Linked DNA regions of Mus musculus: all the other regions are linked to region 2. The links are chromatin contacts, called in public HiChIP or PLAC-seq and Micro-C maps. All regions are on one chromosome and are shown on one strand. Each heading gives the region's core, a stretch centred on a gene start, on an enhancer-like site or on the middle of the called end of the contact. The rest is flanking DNA. Distances are from core to core; before and after follow the strand shown. Region 1 overlaps Gm36743 (a long non-coding RNA gene). Region 2 holds the start of Bmper (BMP-binding endothelial regulator). Region 3 overlaps Bmper (BMP-binding endothelial regulator). Region 4 overlaps Gm36743 (a long non-coding RNA gene). Region 5 overlaps Bmper (BMP-binding endothelial regulator).

The links. A called contact is a pair of places that touch in the nucleus more often than the background predicts. HiChIP or PLAC-seq counts read pairs in DNA pulled down with a chosen protein or histone mark.
Region 1: a contact with region 2 is called in an H3K27ac HiChIP or PLAC-seq map of extraembryonic endoderm stem cells. The contact joins the enhancer-like site here to the promoter of Bmper in region 2. A contact is called at or near these places in 19 of 39 promoter capture datasets (the 3T3-L1 cell line, 3T3-L1-derived adipocytes, the C10 cell line and 11 more), 42 of 484 Hi-C or Micro-C datasets (B cells, the C2C12 cell line, DN3 thymocytes and 28 more), 20 of 115 datasets of contacts at active chromatin or transcription factors (SST interneurons, bone marrow-derived macrophages, craniofacial prominence and 13 more) and 2 of 9 other capture datasets (adipose tissue and embryonic stem cells).
Region 3: a contact with region 2 is called in a Micro-C map of the HL-1 cell line, with 5 times the contacts expected there. The contact joins the enhancer-like site here to the promoter of Bmper in region 2. A contact is called at or near these places in 2 of 39 promoter capture datasets (both in the 3T3-L1 cell line), 5 of 484 Hi-C or Micro-C datasets (the HL-1 cell line, embryonic fibroblasts, myocytes and 2 more) and 3 of 115 datasets of contacts at active chromatin or transcription factors (the NIH/3T3 cell line, neural progenitor cells and vascular smooth muscle cells).
Region 4: a contact with region 2 is called in an H3K4me3 HiChIP or PLAC-seq map of neural tube, with 4 times the contacts expected there. The contact joins the enhancer-like site here to the promoter of Bmper in region 2. A contact is called at or near these places in 8 of 39 promoter capture datasets (3T3-L1-derived adipocytes, cranial neural crest, embryonic stem cells and 5 more), 3 of 484 Hi-C or Micro-C datasets (the G1E-ER4 cell line, cranial neural crest and embryonic fibroblasts), 5 of 115 datasets of contacts at active chromatin or transcription factors (embryonic hindbrain, embryonic limb bud, embryonic midbrain and 2 more) and 2 of 9 other capture datasets (adipose tissue and liver).
Region 5: a contact with region 2 is called in an H3K4me3 HiChIP or PLAC-seq map of neural progenitor cells, with 6 times the contacts expected there. The contact joins the enhancer-like site here to the promoter of Bmper in region 2. A contact is called at or near these places in 3 of 39 promoter capture datasets (the 3T3-L1 cell line and liver), 3 of 484 Hi-C or Micro-C datasets (brown adipocytes, cardiomyocytes and muscle stem cells) and 4 of 115 datasets of contacts at active chromatin or transcription factors (embryonic forebrain, neural progenitor cells, neural tube and 1 more).

The regions. Positions count from the first base shown.
Region 1 is chr9:23,039,780-23,042,479 of GRCm38.p6, forward strand. The region is part of intron 5 of Gm36743 (a long non-coding RNA gene); the gene reads left to right. Among named protein-coding and RNA genes, the nearest start is that of Gm36743, 45 kb to the left of the region's middle. Within about 2 kb of position 1,387, at least 20 of the 459 cell types and tissues checked have an H3K27ac peak or open chromatin away from gene starts, as enhancers often do. A contact at or near this core is called in adipose tissue, extraembryonic endoderm stem cells and muscle stem cells, where this site is marked.
Region 2 is chr9:23,221,755-23,224,454 of GRCm38.p6, forward strand. It overlaps Bmper (BMP-binding endothelial regulator), which reads left to right and starts at 1,322. Exons shown (of 15, transcript NM_028472.2): 1 at 1,322-2,019. The coding sequence starts at 1,887.
Region 3 is chr9:23,459,515-23,462,214 of GRCm38.p6, forward strand. The region is part of intron 13 of Bmper (BMP-binding endothelial regulator); the gene reads left to right. Among named protein-coding and RNA genes, the nearest start is that of Gm39311, 120 kb to the right of the region's middle. Within about 2 kb of position 1,402, at least 19 of the 459 cell types and tissues checked have an H3K27ac peak or open chromatin away from gene starts, as enhancers often do. A contact at or near this core is called in the HL-1 cell line, where this site is marked.
Region 4 is chr9:23,082,211-23,084,910 of GRCm38.p6, forward strand. All of the region lies in intron 7 of Gm36743 (a long non-coding RNA gene), which reads left to right. Among named protein-coding and RNA genes, the nearest start is that of Gm36743, 87 kb to the left of the region's middle. RefSeq lists an enhancer at 922-2,500. Within about 2 kb of position 1,436, at least 91 of the 459 cell types and tissues checked have an H3K27ac peak or open chromatin away from gene starts, as enhancers often do. A contact at or near this core is called in adipose tissue, embryonic limb bud, neural stem cells and 1 more, where this site is marked.
Region 5 is chr9:23,407,276-23,409,975 of GRCm38.p6, forward strand. All of the region lies in intron 13 of Bmper (BMP-binding endothelial regulator), which reads left to right. Among named protein-coding and RNA genes, the nearest start is that of Gm39311, 170 kb to the right of the region's middle. Within about 2 kb of position 1,391, at least 14 of the 459 cell types and tissues checked have an H3K27ac peak or open chromatin away from gene starts, as enhancers often do. A contact at or near this core is called in neural progenitor cells, where this site is marked.

The DNA.
Region 1 (2,700 bases), core at 137-2,636, 180 kb before region 2:
GCTCCTCAAGGGCAGAGCAGGGCCTTGTCGTCTGATGCCAGCTCCTGTCAGTCATGAGGACTGAGCCTTGGGTCTCACTCCAGTGGTTTCTTCTTTTTGGGGGTGAGATGGCATGGCCCCCACATTCCAAAGCCTTGCCCGGCTTTGCCTTCTGTCTGACACACACAAAGCACCGAGGACATCTGCAGCATAGCTCTGCTTTGTTGTGTCTGTTTCTTGCTGGGTTTACCTGATACACTGCTTTCCAGAACAATTTTCATTCTAGAAGATACTCCCTCAGGGCTGAGCGTGGGGGAGGACTAAACCACAGAGACGGGCACAGTGTTGTTGTAGTGTTTCTGCTGGGTCAAGTGGATCTGAAACTTGGGATAAAGAATGGGTCTCATCTTTAAAAATCCATTTCAGACCAACAGGCAATTGACCTCATCCCAAATGGCCAGTGTACTTTTTCCTGAGAAGGGTGTGACAAGCCATCTGTCCTTCAGAGGAAACCTTCAGTCACCGGGAATGCATGTGAGATGGGAGGCACTGCTCTTCTGAATTTGTAGTTAAATTTCCTTCAAGGCCAGTGAGGTTGTTTATTGCATTCAGGCACCAGCTGAGAATCCTGGTGATCTGAATTCAGTTCTGACGATCCACAGGGAAGGAGAGAACTGACTCTTGTGAGTTGTCCTCTTGTGCACAGCCACACCTAAACACACACACACACACACACACATGCACACACATATGCACATGCACACACACACACACACACACACACACACACACACACACATGCACACACATATGCACATGCACATACACACACTCACACACACACACACACACACACACACACACACACACACACACACACACAATCCCCTGGTGTAGGTTTTCTTTAGTAACACCTCTGTCCTGTACCAGTAGGTGGAAATCAGCCACCATGCAGGGTGAACTCCCTGATGTGGCTCTTGCCACAACAGACACAGGTTTGGGAGGGGAGCTGAGCCCATTTGTCAGTAAATGTAAGTTTCACCTTTGAACTCCGAAATAATTGTTTGGTTTTCCTTCTTAAGTACTAAGATTGATTTCTCAGTAGCAATTAGCCACATCTATACAGGAATAATAGAATAAATAACTGGAGAGGAAAGTTTGGGCCAAGTGTTTGTGTTTCCCCTTGAGTCCTTACAATGTTGGGGAAGGCTGCGTGGGTTTACTGTGTAGAGAGCAAGTGAGTTTGTCTCAAATGAACAAATGCTAATGTCAGAGCCTGAGGAAACTGGCTCTCCAGACCCAGTTTCCTCACATAAAAACCGAGAGCAGTTCTGATCTCTGCCTTAGGGGATCATTAGGAGGCTGTTGTGAAATGTTTTGAAGATGCTGTGTAAATACAACACTGCAGAGCCTTCCTATGGCCCTGCTGCAGTTCTGACCCTGGGAAAAGCACTGAGGGTTCTTATACAGGCCTGCCATTGGTCTTTCTCCTCCCAGCTACTCCATTTCCCAACACCATCTCGGCTTTTCTCACTTCTGCCTTGGGCTTCCAGACACATCATCAGGCCGCAGGAAGACCCTGCCTCCAGCCATCCTTGCCAGCACTTTTCTTTCTCCAACCAGCCCTGGATGCTCGGCCTGTCCCTCCATATAAAGCCGTTTATTATGATCTAGGAAGAAGCTGAACTCTGGTCCTTTACCCAACATAAAATCTGTCTCTCTGTGTCAAAAGAGAAGGAGGAGGAGGAGGAGGAAAAAGGAATTAGACGCCAGGGAGACACTAAATACAGTTTTCCTTTGACTGCTGGAGGAGATAAGTCCCTAAAAAAAGACAGGAATTGTTTGCTTATAAGTTGAGTGCTGCAGGTTTATCACCTAGTGTCATAGATTATGTTGAACACAGTCATCAGAAGGAAGAGCGGGAGGCTACAATAACAGACGATAGGGACTATTCCGACTCCACAGTCAACCCCCACCCCCCTCCCGACTCACTCACCCTGGGTGGAAAGCGTTTGTGTTACAAAACAATGTCAGGTCCTGCCCTGAAGATCTAATGTGTCTCACAGGCAGCGAGACAGATTGGGATGTTCCTTGGCTGGGCCTGATGTCACCCGAGAAGCTGGGTGAGATGGTGGGGACACTCTGGGATTTCCTCCCCCAGAGTGTGGTGGGGGCTCAGAGCCAGAATCCAGAGACAACAGAGAAGGCTGTAAACGCCTGGTGCAGAATAATATTTAGGCAGGATGTTCCTTGAACCATGGGAGCCGTGAAGTTTCCTGGGCCTAGAAGCTGCAGGTGATTAATTTCTTCAGTCCCAGTGGCGCCCAGTGTCTCCAAGAACACCCGGGTGGCCTCTAGATGAGGTCACTATTCAGAATTTAAGTCACATCAGTGCAGCTCAGGGAACTTACAACAACTTCCACCGACCCAAATTCTTTCTGGTTGGTTGGTGCTGCGCATGCGGTAGGGTGGTCTGAAAGATGAGGTTCCTTTACCAGAGAGTCTAGTCGGGTGCAGGGAAAGCTGTGAGCTGCCCAGGACCTGTGTTGGCTCCAGGGAGATCTGCAGTGACGTTAGTGTTCTGCTGGGCACGTAAATCAACTCCGAGAGCCGCCCCCTCCCGTATCTTGGCAGCGTGTTTGCTTTCTGATAAATCACCCTCATGACCAAATGGATTTGGCCCAGATTAAATGTCTCCTGATCACGCAAATTATTCATATT
Region 2 (2,700 bases), core at 72-2,571:
GGCATCTAGCCATGGTGTTATTTGGGGGAAACATGTAACCACATTGTCTCTTGTCTCTTTTAATTTAAATTTTACACAAAATCTGTTTTGAGAGGGAAATGGAGCATGCTAAGCTAATGACAGCGTTCCTTCCTCCCACTTGTCCACGTCACAGAGATGTGGTCCTTGTGTTGGGATGTTGGCCACGATGCACTCACTAAAAGCACCCTTTAAATCTCTAGAAAAAAACAAATGAGCATGCGGATGGCAGGCAGGGGCAGGTAAATGTGGTGACATTAGAGGAGTGTATCTGAGGACTGTCAAAGGAGTTTCTCACTACAGCTACAAATGCTACCTAAAACTGGCCAGAGACTAGGGGAAAACTAGGCTTGTCAGCAATTAGAGTTTGGATCCACAAGGCGCTTCAGGAACTAATGTGGGGTGGGCACCTGCTGGCTGGCTGTTCTTCGTGTGGGTGGGAGCATGTGATCACAGTAGGCTCCAAAGAAGGCTAGCTGATCATTGGTTCCAAGCACCTTTCACTCTCACCTGGCACCTTCCCAATGTAGTTATAAAAATTCTCTTTTCTAGATTAGCACCCCTTTTGAGTAGAGCCAGGCACTGCTTGGCGGGTGCGTGTAGGGCGGGTGTGTGTGTGTGTGGGGGGGGCAGGACGTGGGAGGGATGCTGGGACTCAGCGGGTACCGGGTGGCGGGGCGAGGGGATCAAAGACCGAGACTGGGGGACATCAGGGCCGCCCAAGCAAGAAACGCTGCAGGGTAGCGGCTGCCACCGCGTGCCCTGCTGGGCGGCCGCCGCGAAGGCGGCCTGCGTGGAGATTAGCGGCAGCGGTCCCTCCCTGGCCCGCGAGTGAATGAATGATTAGTCTAACGCACCTCCCTGGCCCGGGCAGCTCCGGCTGGGAAGGGCGGAGTCTGAGCCACCGATCCACGCTTTAAGGGAGAAAGGCTCTGGCCGTTGTGCGTGCATTAGCCGACCCTTTCTGTCGCTCCAACTTCTGTCCTCCCTAATGTCAGGCCCACAGAGGCATAAGCACAGGAACCTGATCTCCAAGGTCACTCGTCCCTCTGTCCCCTCAGCCTCGTGAGTCCCCCGCCTTTGCCCGAGGGAGTCAAAGGGCTGTGGAAAGTTGAGGGACCCTCCTGCATTCGATCCGTGGCTCCTTCCGAAGCTGGGGCAGCGGGAAGCGCCGGGTCTTCTGCTCCGGGCGCTAGCGGGTAGTGGCATCCCTGCTGGGGGCGGCTCCTCTGCGCGGGAGGAGGCGGTGCGCAGGGCGCTGGAGACGCGCCTTCCAGGCTCCGGCAGCGCCCCGGGGCCGGTGGCCGGGGCTGGGCTAGACCGCCTGGCTGGGCGTTCGCGTGCGCCGCTGTCGCTTCTGAGCCGGCATAGCTCCGGCGCCAGGATCGTAGTCCCTCGTGCGACCCTGCGGATTCCGCGCAGAGCCTAGTACGCCCCTCGGTCCCGCACGGAGCAAGCGCGCGGGCCGGACACCGCGCTCGGGGGCCGGGCCGGAGCTGCGCGTGCGGGAGCCGGAGCTCAGCCGGGCTCCAGAGCTGCGAGCGCACTCGGCAGTCGCCGCCGCCGCTCCCCAGATCCCGCCGCTCAGCCACCCCTCCTCCCGGCCCAGCTCTGGCGCGGAGGGGCTGACGGCTAACCCGCTGAGAGCAACTCCCTTAGAAAAAAGCCGCCGCATTGGCCGAGGCTGGCCGCAGGACCCCTCCTCCCGGGGCGCCCCCACTCCTCCCCCGCCGCTCCGGGCGCCCGCCTCCCTCAGCCGACTGTCTCCCGGCACGCCGGCCCACAGCCCTTTTGACTGCGAGCAGCGGCTGCCGAGCAGAGGCGGCGACGCGGGACCTGCAGTCGCCCGGGATTCCCTCCAGGTGACGATGCTCTGGTTCTTCAGCGTCAGGGCTCTGGCTGAGCGTCCTTGCCGACGCTCGCCTGGGATTACCTGCTGCGTCTTGCTGCTGCTCAATTGCTCCGGGGTCCCCATGTCTCTGGCTTCCTCCTTCCTGACAGGTAGGGGGGTGGGGGCGGGAGGGACCAGTCCTCCGGGACTCTGGGTGGTTTCTTGGGAGAAGAGGCACTGGCAGACCGGGGATGAGAGGACGAGGAACGCGCACCTTGCCTGACTCTCGCGGGCGGTGGGGATGCGGAGAAGCCTAGAGAAAAGGGATGGGAAGGCTATGAAGAGGTAGAGAGATGGGGGACTGAGAGACTGCTACCTTTGACAGAGTGCTAATAGGCACCCTGCTATATGAAGTTGGGAAATTCCTTGATTTATATTTAATCTTTTTTCCCCAATCCTTGTTTTAATCGTAGCCACTCTTGTGCAATTAAGGAAAAGACCGCGCCGTTTCCCGCACATCCTCTTTTCTCAACACCATAGGATTCCAATAAATCCACGGTGCTAGGCAGCATCTTTAAAACATGACTTTCCAGACCTTGAATGTAAAGAAGCGATCTTATTTTTAAAGGTTACTAATAGCATGATATGATAATTACAGGTTTTCAGGCAGGTGAAGACCTCGGCTTCTATTTTGAAGGACATGCTTTACTGACACCTGGTGCAGAAAAGAGAATATTTTAAAGAGGAAAGAGATTGCGCTTCAAAAAGTGATTGCATTTCAACCCACAACAGTTGGCAGATCCACCTGAAAGGCCCGTTCTTTGACACAGTCCTGAATTTCGTTCAAATTT
Region 3 (2,700 bases), core at 152-2,651, 240 kb after region 2:
TCTCATATGAGTTAGGGAAACTTTATTCTATCATTTTAGTTTGTTTCCTTTGGGTTCCTAGGAAGGAGAGAGGGTTGCTGGGGAGGAGTTGCATTCTCATTCTCTAGAGCCATCACATCTTCAGGCTTTCCTCAGCTGTAGACATCTGCAAATCTCATTCACTTTTGCTCAATTGATGGAAATTTACACGGGGCTTTTTTATTCCTTCTTGAACTACTGATGGAGATGTTGGTCTTGACTGTCACACTCTCCTCTGCAGAAGCAAATTCTCATATCCATTGCACAGGAATTTTTTATGCTTCTCTTTCTCTTCTTTTACTTTCTTTTGAGTTTGACCCTAGCCACTAGCAGAATGGTGATTTTTCTCCTATTATGGCCTTTCCCCTCTTCTTCTTCAGTCCCCATGACCACTACTTAGCCAGCCATCCTATTTCCTCACCTCTTTAGCATCAGCATCTCTTCCTGTACTTCTCCTCAATCCTTACTTTACCACTTATTAACAGTGGGTGTGAATAATGCATTCAGGGGATAGGTTGTGAGTATCCACTCTAAACCAGGGACTGCACAGGGCTAGGGAACTTGGTGAGCAAGGCTTGTCTGACCTGGGGCTCAAGTGAGACCAATCACATGAGGACACAGTTGCAAGTATGATAAGAGGCATGCAGGGTTGTCAGAGGCAGCCTTGGGGTCACCTCATCTGGTAAGGTTATTCCAGAAGCCTTCTTTGAGGACTCTATTGGGCTGTTGTTGAAGAGAGGACAGGTTTTAACCAGAGGCACTAAAAGAATAATATAATAATGCAGAGAAGGGAGTTTTGAACTAGATTTTGAATGCTCATTTTGCCACTTATTAGCAGTGGAATGTAGACAACATCGATGCAGTTTTAGGCAAGAGTTGTGAAGACTTTCAGACCTCTCCTAGTTGCTTCTGAAAACAGGATTTTCTTTCTACCCTTTTGGGACCTATCTAAGAGGCTGGCCTGGGGACAGTGGGTTGTAATGTCTGGTTTGCCTTTTGAGCCTGTAGTGGATGAACTCCTTTACTTTGAGTTGAGAATGACTGCTTCAGCACCGTGGGTTGGGTGGGGACAGGTCCTGGGATGAGCAGCTCCTTTTGGTCCAGCTGACTGGTTACCCTGGAGCATCCATGGCTGTCCAAAGCAAGGGTGTGAAAGGCCCTTCCTTGTGCAGTGAATGGATATGAATGATGTTTTATTTTTGAGCCAAAAGACACTGAAGTCTTGATGAAAGTCTCCCAGCATCTGAAAAAGCTCATCCCAGCACCACATCCTCTGGGAACAGCCACCGCTGCTGCTGCCCTATTATTAAGGCACATGGTGGAGGATTTGTGCTTCTGCGGGTTGTGGGGCTTGGCAGCCAGCCACTGCTTAATGTGAGAAAGGCCTATGGGAGGACCAGCCCTTTGAAGCAGAAGTGGGTGGCAGCTACTGCATGTGGCTGGGGTGTGGTCTGGGATACTGCATGCCTTCTGTATCTTTCCTCTCCCTCACTCCCTTGGCCCTTGGGAACACCCCACTGCTTTTGGACGGTGAGAGTTCTGCTGTGATACAAGAAGCCAACCTCGGGACTCCCCAGAGAGTGGGGCAGAGGAGCAGCACTCTGGAACCACAAAAAAGACACGACCATGTTCCATCTCGTCTGCCCATGATGCAGATTCAGCTGGGGCAATGGCAAGTGGTTTCTGCCTTGTCTTGTCTCTCACCTACACCTTTCTAATAATAGCTATGGCTCTTTTTGTTTCTTTTCATTAGAGATTAGCAGCATAGACAATATATCTTGTTATATACTTACTTGTCTATGGAACTCAGAGTAAATGATTTCCTGGGAGGGAAGATATTGTGCCCAAGAGCACACAACTGGTTTAGTTGGTCTATCTATCTATCTATCTATCTATCTATCTATCTATCTATCTATCTATCTATGCATCTATCCATCTATCTGTCTACCTATCTATCTACCTGCCTATTCCTTACTCCAAAGGTGGTCACCATTCTGACTTACAGTTTCAGCAAGGAAACTTGCGTCCTACCACACTTCCTGGCTATTTATGTCAGCTACAAACCCAAAATGGAGTTTGTCAAGCATTAGGCACATAGATGTCTTTACTTCCTTCTTTACTATGGTAACAAATTGTGCTTCTAAGTATATAATGTACAACAATAGATATTTATTTTCTCTTTGTTTCTTTGGGTCACACTCAAGTTTTCTTTCTTTCTTCTTCTGTTTTATTTGAGACAACTGTAGACCCATATTTAGTTGTATGAAAAAGTAGAGAGAAACCAGTGTGTCTTTTACCCAACTTTTCACAAAAAAAGCATCTTTGTTTTTTAATATTTATTTATTTTATTTTTAATTAGCATATAAAATAACAGATTTGCCCATGACATTAAAATTTTATGTGCGTGTGTGTGTGTGTGTGTGTGTGTGTGTGTGTATGTGTGTGTGTGTGCTCGCACACTGAGAGCATAAGAAATATCGACCATGCTGAGAGTTTTATGAGTCCTGGGGAATGAATTCAGGGATGAGCACAGGCCTATGCTTGTAAGGCCAAACCTTTACTGACTGAGCTCCTGATGGAATCTCCATACATACTTGACTGTGTCCCCACTCCCATCTCCCTGCCTGTATTCCTCCATCTTCAGTATTTCCTTTTCAAATCATCCAAGCCTCTTGTTCCTTT
Region 4 (2,700 bases), core at 186-2,685, 140 kb before region 2:
GTAATCTAAATTGGTGGCAACCACTCTGGAAAGCAGAGAGGAGGATACATTAGAACTAATGACTTGGAGGAGATGGCTCAGGTGGGAAGTGTTTTCTGTATAATCATGACCTGAGCCTAGATCCTCAGCACCTGTTTACATGCTGGGGGCAGCTGCATGCATTTGTCATTCCAGTGCTATGGAAGCAAAGGCAGGCAGATCCTGGGGACTCACTGGCCTGTCACACAAGCAAACTGGCAAGCTACAGGTTCTCAAAAAGTAAAGTGCAAAGTAATAGAGAAGGACAAAGTGAGCCTCTGTCTCTCACAAGAATGTTTATGAGTAAGCACATAAGGAGACACTACACACAGAGGCACACACACATATATACATACATAATACACAGCCACACAAACACACACACACATACAGACACCATAAATATCCACACAAACATACACAGATATATACACAGACACCATACATAGCCACACAAGCACACACACATATACACACATCATATGTAGCCACACACACATGCATGTACATACACACATACACACACTATACACAGCTGCACAACCATACACACACACACACACACACACGCCCACATCATGCACAGCTACACACATGTATACACATACATACATGCACACACACACACACACACACACACACACCACAATATGTCCTTGCAATCTTGCTTCTAGCTATGTTTCTAAAGCAAGTTAAAGTAGTAACTCAAAGAAAATACAATACAACAAAATACAAGGAGCTCACAAATGATCCTCATTATTTGGGAATGAATCATAGCAGATGAGTACTTTATATCATCTTAATATTTATAGTTCATACATACAACTTTATTTGTTAATTAAAACATAAAAATAAAAAAATGGAGATGCTCTGGATGCTTTTATGGAGAGACCCTAGTGGCTGGCCTCGGTTTATCTGCGTCTTGTTTACTTGAAAGGCCAAGCATTTTCTTGCTATTGTAAGCTGGATGGTAGAGGGGTTTTCAAAACCCTTCTGTGTATGATGTGAATGTGTGTGTGCGCGCGCGCGTGCGTGTGTGTTTGTATTCCTTTGGAATCTCTGAGGATCTTGGCCAGTTCTGGGAGGACATCCCCTGGAGAGAAGGCCGGGGCGAATCTCAAGCATCACCTCTTCTAACTCCTAGCACTTTAATTAGAACAGCCTGATAATTTTACTGATTTTATTTCTCGTCTGGTTTAGTTATGAGCTGCCACACTGCAATGTACAATTTTAAATCTAGGCTTTGGGAATCCAGTTCCAAAAGCTCCCCTCTGAGGTCTCCCACAAGGCTAAGGTTTGGGGAGTCTCACCCAAGGACTAGAATTTGGCAAAATATAGTTCAGTTTCCAAAGTCATGTTGGCTTTCATGGCTGGCGCAGAACAAGCCCCCACCGTGAGCACCGAACACATAGGCAGGGAGAACAAAGCTGCAGCCAGGCAGAACAAAGCGAGGCTACTCAGCCACACGCCCAGACTACACTTTCCGAGGGCAGACAGCGCTGTGGCAGGCTGCCAAGAAATTCTGGACATCAAATTGCTTTTGCTAAGCCAGCCCAGCGGTGCAGTAAAGAGCTAAGGAGCCCCAGGAGAAGGCTGGGAAAGGACCGCCTCTGTTTCTCTGCCCCTGATGTGGGCCCTCTTCGATTAGGAAGTGGCGTGTAAAGGAAGTTATCGGGGAGCGAAATCGGCTCAGCGAGAAACCTTTTAGAGCAAAGCCCGAGGAAAACGAATGGAACCAGTTGAGCTGCTTCATGCTTATCATATCACTTGTGGTACCCGGAGGTCAGATCACCTTCCAGCAAAGAAAGAGGCCCTCGAACAAAGGAAAACCTCACTTTGGCAAAATGAGCCCTCACTTTGGGACCAGTTTTGGATCAGTTTGGTTCTTCTAAGGGGCAGTCACTCCAGAAATCTAGTTCAAAATGACACACGCCTTCTAAATTAATGATTCCAATGGAACACCGCCTAGGTGTTTAAGGACTGTACTCAGATGAAAGAAAAAGTCTCATACAGTGGAACACCAAAGAAACCATTGCTTTTATCTTAGGCGAGGAGCAGATGGGAGGAACAGCTAGGTCCTGGATAGTCCACGTCTCTACTCCGTCTTGTGTTTCTTCACCATGACAGTGGCTCTCTCTTGTTCTGTGAAGCAAGACTGTTGAAGGTGGCTGTGAAGGGTGACGTGGTGGTAGAGAGCTGAGAATAAGCCCCTCTTTGCCCTCTACTATCTTCGTACATTTTAAGACCGTACCCATTCAACTGTAACATACCATTAAGGACAGTATCACAGCCAATCCCAACTGCCAGGAGATCTGGAGCTAGAGTCGTTTAGCTCAGTATGCTGTCCCCCACCGACAGTATAGCTTACTGCTAAGAGGGACAGGGAGAGAGGGTGGCCCTTTCTGACCAAGTGCAGAAGTGTTCCTCCTTCAGCCTTTAAAACTCATCTGTAACATGACCTGGCTTGTTTAGGCTGCCCTCTTAAGTACAGTTCTCCATATCCCCCCACTCTGCATCTGAAAAGTCAACGATTTGAACCAAAATAGTTAGAAGAACTACATCTATGATAAACATGTACAAATTTTTTCTTACCATTATTGCCTAAAAAAATATAATCTAGCTACAATTTCCATAGAATTTGCATTATATAAGTAGTTGTCTTAGGATTTTATTACTTTGAAG
Region 5 (2,700 bases), core at 141-2,640, 190 kb after region 2:
CAGCTATGACAATGCATGTCCTGGGTCAGAGGACAGTAGAGGACGGGTTTGAGTTGGAGGAGGGAAGGGATCGCATTAAAATTGAGACTTCTTTCCTTTCTACCCTGTGACCTCCAGTTAACACTCAGCAGCTCAGCTCAGCACAGGGGCTTGCTTTTGACAACCTTGCAACAGAATTGCTCTGGAAGTTGATGAGTTTGGCCTGCTGCACTCCTGGTTACTACACAATTCCAGGAGTTCAAGAGTCGTGCCTGCCTATAACGTTAGCCACCATGGGCGTGTGAGGAAACATGAGAGGAATGCGACTCAGAAGGCCGTGTTTAAGTGATTTGCCTGTGGCTCTTAAAACTAGGAAACTCCTGTGGTCTGCAACCGCAGAGAGGTTATTTTTACTCTTTAATTGCCACCACTTTAGTTCCCTTAGCTCTCATTAAATGTGATCTTTTTATTTTAATTTGATCTTTGGACATAAAAGATGAATTTCTATAAAGACAGCCCAAAGTAGGATGGAAAAAGACTGTCCCTGTCATCACAGATCCCCAAGCATGGCTGTATCTGCCAAGCCATTTGGCTCTAGTCATATGCTCGGCTCCTTCAGCCATTTTCCTGTTATAATTTGAATCCTCTGGGTTCTCTTATTTTTCCCTTCTGTTCTGCCCCCCGAGATTGGCTTCACCCCTTTCCTAAGGAGTCCTAGTTGGAGATTATGGATGAGTTAACCACCTGGATGGCCCATATTTTATTTGCATTTGTAAAGCCTAGGGGGGACTTGGGAGAGCAAAGCAATTAAGAGTATTAGCATTGTGCACTCCTAGCTCTCAATCACCAGGCTCTTCAACCTTCCTGTACAAGCCTTGGTTCATCTATCTGTGAATTCAAGACAACAGGAACTTCTCTTCCTATTTAATGAGGTTTTGAACCAAAGAGCTAGAGGTGCTGGAGCTGTTGGTTGGCACCATTTCTCTGTCAATTAGAAGACAAACATGCAAAGGGCCTCCTTTGGAAGCTCTCCCACTCTAGCTGAAGGCTCAGTTTGGACTCTTCTCTCTGCTGCAAATAGGATGGAGAGGTTATACCCCTCCCAGACCTCATCTGCCTATCTTTTCAAAAGATTTCACTGCAAACAATAACTAGAGAGCAGGGCTATAGAGATTGGTCTTTCCCACCAAATTCCCACGTCTTTTGCCTCTGGTGAATTAATTAGTTTTAAGCTCCTCTGAGTTCCGCAGGAGAATAGCATGGCTTTGGCAGATATCCCAAGAAACCAATTGAATGCACAAAACCAGAAAGAATTGACTTGTTCAGTGGCCAGGTGGTTGCCCTCTTCTCTGTCCTTTAAAAGGTCTACAGCAGCTACTGCAACATGGCAGAGGGTGTTTGTATCAAAGGCTAGATCTGACCAGCCTGGGCAAGTTCAGGCATGCTTGTGAATTCTTTGTGCATGCAGACTAAGGCAGGATGTAGTAGGGAATTTGGCTTGTGTTCTGCCTGTTGTTGGCATGGTCTGATGCAGGGTGGCCTTGGGTCTTCTCTTCCTTAGAAATGGCAGGAGGAAAGATCTAGATAACTCTGCTAGCCATATAACCTATTGCCACCCTGACTCAACAGCAGAAGGATGCGTCCTCTCTCACATTGAAGTGGGACGGGCAATATTGGGTATGTCCTGCGCTTGAGAAATGGAGTCCCACTCAGAAAGGCAGTTGCTCCGTAGGCTCGAGCCAGGCCCAAGTGCAGGGTTCTGCATGGACTTTCTGAAACAGGAGACGGGGGTTGAGCACTTACATGGTCACTTTCTGGCTGGCGACTACCATGAAGCCATTGGAGCTCCACATGCCCCATCTAGCATTGGGAAACTCGTTGTTCTGAGGAATGAAGGCATTGGGAAGTGTGGTGCTGGCACAGGGCAGATGGACTGCTGAAGCCCACTATATGCCCTTAGCCTGTGTCCCTGATGTTTGATGGGGATCTTCCTGAACTCCTAGCCAGTCCTTCAACTCTCTAACTGTGGTAGCTCCTAATCTCATCACAGAGACCTGATGTCTCAGGTTCTTGTTGGCAAAACCTTGAACTGTTTGAAAATAAACTGTTTATCTTTCACGACACTGAAAGTGCTAGTTAAGGATGCTTGGCCATTTTTGTGCAATGACTTTTGTTGTAGAGGAGAGACAAAACCAGCAATCACATGGCACACCACACCTGCCAAGTGCTTCCTAGTGAGTTTGAAAGCACAGGTAGAATTTCTGAAATCAACCTGATATGAGGTCAGAATGATGGCCTTGCTATATTCATTCAGAGTTCTCACAGGACAAGTTAGTCTTGCCTTGATATAGGACACCACCACTGGCATAAATAGTATTGGAAGTTTTGCTTATTTTTTCTCATCCTTCAAAGAAGTATCTCTTTTACTGATGAGGAAAAAGTTTTTTCTCTCTCTCTTTCATATACACACACACATGCACACACATACAGAATGAGAGAGAGAGAGAGGGGGAGAAAGGGAGAGAGGAAGAGAGGGAGAGAGAGAAGTGAGGGAGGGAGAGAACTATGTATTAGTAACAGAGTGAAGTGTATTTCTTACAGTGTTTTCTCTTCTGGGTGTTTTTAAGCTCATGGAACTTTTCACAAAGCAAATTCTATGTGTGATAAGTTTTTTCTATGAAGTCAAAATATTTGATTTCTCTAAATTACTTATGTTTGAAA